2 separate regions of the Sus scrofa genome follow, and region 1 is linked to region 2. The links are chromatin contacts, called in public Hi-C maps. All regions are on one chromosome and are shown on one strand. The core of a region is the stretch at or near the end of the contact, and the rest is flanking DNA. Distances in the headings are between cores, read along the strand shown.

What was found. A called contact is a pair of places that touch in the nucleus more often than the background predicts.
Region 1: a Hi-C map of subcutaneous adipose tissue shows a contact between it and region 2, with 2.3 times the contacts expected there. A contact is called at or near these places in 4 of 5 promoter capture datasets (fetal liver, fetal skeletal muscle, liver and 1 more), 13 of 47 Hi-C or Micro-C datasets (brain, embryonic fibroblasts, fetal heart ventricle and 8 more) and 1 of 2 datasets of targeted methods (skeletal muscle).

The regions. Positions count from the first base shown.
Region 1 is chr3:71,098,950-71,102,346 of Sscrofa11.1, reverse strand. DYSF (dysferlin) reads left to right here. Exons shown (of 57, transcript XM_013996042.2): 38 at 996-1,025. Among named protein-coding and RNA genes, the nearest start is that of DYSF, 140 kb to the left of the region's middle.
Region 2 is chr3:70,572,149-70,575,240 of Sscrofa11.1, reverse strand. It overlaps LOC100521659 (cytochrome P450 26B1), which reads right to left and starts at 1,690. Exons shown (of 6, transcript XM_003125033.5): 1 at 714-1,690. The coding sequence starts at 917.

The DNA.
Region 1 (3,397 bases), core at 642-3,141, 530 kb before region 2:
TGCTCCCCTTCCTTCTTCGGAGGATCGGGGTAGAAAAACGTAAGCCTTTTCCCGATGCTCAGGTGAATTTGATTCAGGAAATACTATTCCCAGCCAGACTCAGATGCATCTTTGAGAAGAAACAGTCCTTTGGGCTCTGTTTGGGTGCCTCCCCGTTAGGATGGAGGAGGTCATGCAATTTGCAAACAGTGGGTACCGTGCAAGCCCTCCTTACCCCCTGCCCCTGCTCCACCCTCTGCCTCTCCTCCTACCCCTTCTGGTCCTTCTCCTTTTTCCTCTCCTGTCCAGTCCAAGCCCCACTCTCAGGCCCACCAGGCCTGGGGCGTCTAGATTGCTTCTCCTCGGTTCTCCAAGTCCACAGGCCCCCACGGCAGCTCCAGGGGTTTGGGCCCTGCACTGCGTCCAGGAAGACCCACCACTTGCCTGTTGGTGTCCTTTCTCCTGTCCCTTCCGGAGAGGCCAGGGCTCTAGATTTATGCTTTGGCCTCTCCTGCCAGCTCCTCAGCATCAATGTCTGTTGCACCTTCTTTCTTGGGGACCATGCAGAGGGTACATCTAGGAAGCGCATGACCCTTACCTTAGATGGGAAGTGCTTTCTGTTGGCTCTTTTTTTACAAAAAAATTTTTTTGTGGCATAGGGAAGTTTCTGAGCCAGGGGTCAAATCAGAACTGCAGCTGCTGGCCTGCGCCACAGTCCCAGCCACACGGGATCCACGCCGCATCTGCGACCTACGCTGCAGCTTGCGGCAGCGCCGGATCCCTAACCCACTGAGCGAGGCCAGGGATCGAACCTGTGTCCTCACAGGCACTATGTCAGGTTCTTAACCTTCTGAGCCACAGTAGGAACTCCCTACTGGCTCCTTTTAGGGGGTTGTCTGGTGTGTTGATCTCTGCCCCAGCTTAGTGCTCCTTATCACTGACGGTGAACTTTCATCCTCCTTTCTCTCCCCCGTCCCCCGTATCCTGGATGCGAACTGTCCCGTGGCGTGGTCCAGGTGCAGGATACATCAGGGATCCTGGAAGAGGTGAGCTGCACCCTCACAGCTGTGGCCAGTGGCTGGGGACTGGTGGGCAGGGACAGAGGGAAGGTGAAGGCCATGCCTTCCCAGATCCTGGTGCGCCAGTGCGCATCTGTCACATGGGCCCCTGTCTCGATTTCATTTCCTGCACTCTGCATGGATCCTGGGCTGCCTGGGTGTGTCCTGTGTGATTCTGGCCTTAGAAGGATGGCTGCTGTGTTGGAAGCCCCATTTACCCAGACCCCAGGGACAGCAATGCAGAGCCTCATCTGACTGAGTACCAGGTGGCATGTTTTCAAGAATAAAATGTTCTTAAGGAGCCAGAGCAGTCAAGGAAGGCTTTCTGGCGGAGGAGACATTGTTGCAGTACTTAGGGAGAAGGTGGGGAACATGCCTTTGGTGCAGGTGATCAGGCACCAGTTTGGGGCTTGGCTTGTTTAGGGAACAGGGTGGGTCAGGGATTCCTAGGTTCTGGGAGAAGTTTGGGGTTTGCATCCGAAGGAGGCAAGGCTGTGCCCATTGCTGTGGGGGCTGAGTTGCGCGTTTCCTTACAGCCTCCTACGCATCTGTGAGCGGGGCCTTTGAGCGAGCGGGGCAGAGGCCTGGGCAGAGAGACAGGAAGGGGAGCCCTGGTCAGATGGGGGTTGGGAAAAGGGCAGCCACTTCCTGCCGCCAGGGAATCCCCAGGCTGGGAGCGGACACCGTTTGACATTTTCGGGGCAATTTGGACTTGAAGTGCAGGGTCAGGATGTGGGATCCGCAGGCCCCGCGCCCCTTACCTCACTTCCTTTAGCTCCCAGACCGAGGTGGGGTCCGCCAAGTGAGCTGGCCGTAATTGCGCCTGACAGGCAGCCTCCTGCTTCTGGCTGCAGTTGCGAAAGACTGCCGATTTGGAAAGGGGCTCAGAGTCCCGTCCAGGGAAGCAGCACGGAGCCCTCTCTCTTGATTGAGAGCCCTCTGTGGCCAAAACCCACAGCCTGCTCTGAAGAAGACCCAGCCCAGGGATGAGTTATTAAAAAAAAGTTCAAATCCTTAATAACTGGATTTGTAATATATAACAGTGAAGGCTCAGATTCCAAGAGCAGGGATCTGGCTGCGGTCTTGTTGTCAGGAAGCAAATCAAAATCTGCAGCTCTGGGGCCAGACCCCAAAGAGGGCCAAGTGTCCTTCTGTAAGGCCGGCTGGCCACAGGCTGAGGCGGGTGTGGGTCGGCAGGGCCGGAGGGGAGCACGTCCCGGGGGGTGTGCTGGGCACAGGGCTGGGTTAGGCCAGCCTGTTCTAAGCGGCCCAGGCCCAGTGGGTTGAATGGAGTGTCAGCTGGTCCAGGGAACCACCCCAGAAGGTGATCTTGTGACCCCTTCATCCTCAGAGGGCTCCCGCCCCAGCCCTGGGGCCCAGAACCCCGCCACTTCCCCTGCACTGGAAGGTCAAAACTCAAGCCAAGGTCCTGGGTCCTGTTTGGTTTTAAGAATCCTTAGGGACGGGGTGGAGACAGGTTAGTCTTGCTGTTGTAACTGGTCCTGCAGGAAGCCTGACGCCTGAGCAGGATTTTTCTGTCTTCTTTGCCGTGGCCAAGCTCCAGCTTCTCGTATCCCCTCTTCAGCCCCCTCCAGGCTCCCTACCTGATCCCTGTGAAGAGGGCTCCAGCGGTCCCAGAGGGCTGTGAAACGTCAGGCCGGGAGCTCAGATTCTGGGCCACCGGAGAGGCGGCAGATGGGTGTGTTGGGAAGCTGTCTGGGGGCAGGGAGGGGTGGGTCGGGGAGTTGGGGGTTGGAGAGACCAGCGAGGAGGAGGCTTTTGAGACCTTTGTGGTGATGGGGGGCTGGCCCGAGAGGAGCAGAGGGGGCCAGATGACTGGATGGCATCTCCGGTGGGGGCTGCCTTCTGGCCAGTGCAGCCCACGCCTGCGCGGGAGCCAGTGTTGGTATCGGTGTTGGAAATGAGGTGAAAGGCATCTCTGCATGCTGAGGGCTCCCAGAGCAGATGGAGGACAGTGGGGATGGCTTCCTGGAGGAGGTGACTCTGAGCTCCCTCTAGGGGTCCAGGTGGCAGTGCTTTGGCTTGGGGGAGGGGCGTGTGTTGCTGCCTGGGGCCGGTTTGGTGGGCAATAAAATTTCCCCTCCTCCAGGCTTTTTGCCCATTTGGAGCATCCCTCATGGGGTGGCCGGGCGGGGGGCTCTTGGCGGGGAGGGGCGAATGTGACTTTGTATCTTCGAGGCTCTGGTGTGTCTGGGAGACCTGGGTCCTCACAGAGGGTGACAGGGGAGGGGAGGGCTCCCTTCCCTGCCTGCTCCCAGCCTGTCCTCTGTCTGTTGCTTGCTGTTTTCCCCTCTTCCAGCTCGCCCTTCGCGTTTCCCTTTTCCTCTCTTTGCTCCTTG
Region 2 (3,092 bases), core at 441-2,940:
GCACACTACTCCCAAGTTACTCTCCCCTGCTACACTGTCCCCACCCAGTAGGTAAACAGACCCTTTTCTCCGAAAGCTGAGACACTTCGGTCTCAGGCTTCTCATTTTCCTTGAGTTACCTCCTTCCTCCCCCACCACAAAATACACACACTTTCTCGGACCGTAGACCGCGGCAATTGTACCTGGCGTGGCTGGTGACACGGCGGGAACACAGCCTGGGCCTTAAGGGGGCAATTCTGTCTGCCACTGGCCCTCTCTTTTTCTCCCTGACTCTGTGTTGGGGTCCCAGTGACACTGACAAAGCCCGAGAAGTCGACGGTGACTGGGCCTGAAGCGCGAAGGATGGGAGCGGGGCGAAAGCGGCTCACGACTGGACACCCCCTCCGGCTCGCGCTGCGCGGGGAGCCCTGGGCACGCTCCACGTACCCCTGTGAGTCGCTCGCGACTGGAAAAAGTCGGTCTTCGGAGCCCTCTCGGGTCCGGGAACCTCTCTTACCAGCCCTCTGAACCTGCTCGCCTGGCGCCTGCAGGCTCCCAACCGCGCCGAAGGCGGGCAAGGGAAGCCCAGGCGGCTCGGGCGGAGAGGAGGGAAGGGGCGGGGCGGGGACCGGTGCCTTCAGGCTCCCGGCGCCCCCTGGCCGGTCCGCGGCTCCATCCGCCGGGTGCTCGCCGCTAGCGGACCCTGGAGAGCAATGGAGCGATTGCGCCCTTACCTGTAGCAGCCAGTGGCCGGTCTCTCCGATGAGCGGGAAGCCCATGGAACCCTTGGGGATGGGCAGCTTGCAGCTCTTGTCTCGGGTGGCAGCCCAGCGCAGCTGCCACAGCTGCTGCGACACCGCCAACAGCAGCGTCACCGACACCAGGCACGCGGCGAGGGTGGCCAGCGCCGACACCAGCTCCAAGCCTTCAAAGAGCATGTTGGCGGCCGCTCGGGGGATTGGCTGTGCGGGCCGCGGCGGGGGAGGGGAGGGCCGGACGAGAAGGGACGGAGCGGCGGGGGAGGGGAGGCTGCGGCCAGGGGTCCTGGCACCTCCAGCCGAAACAGAGAAGGAGCGAGGGGCCGAGGGAAGGGAAGTGGAGGCTGCGAGGGGAGCGGAGAGACCGGGGGAAATCGCCTAAAAGAAGAGAGAGAGGAGACACGAGGCGACTCGGAGTGTAACTTTGTTTGTTTGTTTGTTTGTTCCCTTATAGCGGGCTTAGGGGCTGCTCGAGGGGTAGTGAGATGAAGCTGTGAATCAAGCTGGTGGATTAGCTCTCCCCGCAACCATCACACTCGGAAAACTTTGGAAAACTTTGTCCAGCAGGAGCCTCTCTCGTAAGCCCCTTCCCCTGCTCGGAAAAAAAAAAGAAGAAGAAGAAGGGGGGACAGAGAACTAGCGGAGAGAAAGTGCGATCGATTTGTCAAAAGTTTTCCCCTCAAATTCCTAGCTTAAAAAAGGAAGAAAAAAAAATTCTGAATCCCCAAATTCCAACGAACCCAGAAACTTTGGGTGCGAGGGGGAAGGCTCCCCGTCTGAGGCGAGAGGAGTGGCCGAGCCCAGCGCCCCTGGGCTGCCCCGGGCGGCGCGCAGGAGCCCCAGAGTCGCTGCTGCACCCCCGAGGCGGGCGCGGCGGGCGAGGTGGCGCGGCGGGCGCGGGTGCGGAGCCGGCGGACCGCGGCCAGACGGGACGCAGCCGGCGACAGAGCCCCGGGCGGGCGCTGGGGCGGCGGAGGCGGCGGCGGCGGCGGGCGGGAGGGGTGAGGCGGGGTGGGGTTGGGGGAGGAGGTGAAAACCGGAGCTGGGCTATTGTATCAATTAAGAAAAGGCAGTCCGTCCCGGGACGCAGTCTCTCGGCTCTGGAGTTGCTGCTGGGGGAAGAAAGGGTGGGGGGAGAAAGGAAGGCAAAAGGAATGAAAGAGGAGGAAAAGCAGGAGGCAGGATTTCAGGGTTGATGGTTTTAAAAGCTTCTCTCAATTTGAATTTGTCTGGAAAGCCAGGCGATGCGTGTGTTTATATAGAGGCGGGAGGCTGCGCCGTGGGCGCTCCGCCAACCCCCCACCCCCCCACCCCCCTGCGCCGGAGGCGTGGTGAGAGGCCGGCGGCCGGAGCGTGTGAGCGCCCGCCGGCCTCCCGCCCCGCCCCGGCCGCCCGCCGCCCGCCGCCCGCCGCCTGCCCCGGACCCACTTGTAGCCGCAGCAGGATCAAACTCAGTTCACCTCTCGCCTTCTCTTCCTTCTTGCCGGCGTCTCGCTGAGCCCGGCACCTACAGACGGACAAGATGAGACACACACACACACACACACACACACACACACACACACACGGTGCGCACTCGCACGGTGCCCGCTTGGCTGCTAGGATACTTCCCTCCTTCTTTTCCTCCTTCCCGGGGCCCCGGACTCCTTCTCCCACCCCAGGCAGTCCCGAGTGGGCTGTCGCCCCAGCAGCGCAGGTCTTGGCCGGACTACCCCTCTACTGTGGGGCGCCAAAAGCCCCTGAACCTGTGCTTAGGGACCCCTGCTCCTATCCCGAGGAACCCCGCTGGCTCCTATCTCCCTGGACCCCTTCATCCTCTCCTTTGCCACTCCCAGCCCCTCCTAGCTGGGGTCCCCCATCCTGGATCCGGACATCTCCAAACTTCAGAGGCCAAGGTTCCTTCCCCCTCCATACATCTTTTCTCTTACACTGCAGGACCCCGAAGTTCCCCTCTCCCCATCCACGTTCCGGGCAGCTGACGTTGCAGCCTTCCTCTCAGATACTTCGAGACCCCCTAACTTTGTAGTTCCCTCAGACCCCCGCAGCGTCAGAGGAACCCCGATGCTGGTCCCAGTGACTGTCCCACGCAGAGGACAAATGCGGCGGCCCGGGCACCCGGAGGCGGGAGGAGTTGGGTACAAACGTTCATTGATGAATTAGTAAATAAACATGCCGGGTGAGCTCTGCCACCCTCTCCCAGCCGGCCGCTCAGGGCCCAGAGCGCGTGCCTGTGCGAGATGTGCGTGTGGCCCGGGGCCGCACCTGTGTGCGCGCGCGCGTGTGTCCCCGGGTCGGCCCGACGTCTGTGGAGCTGTGTGGTATGTCTGCGGGTTTGGGTGTTCTCTTTGGTGCTCT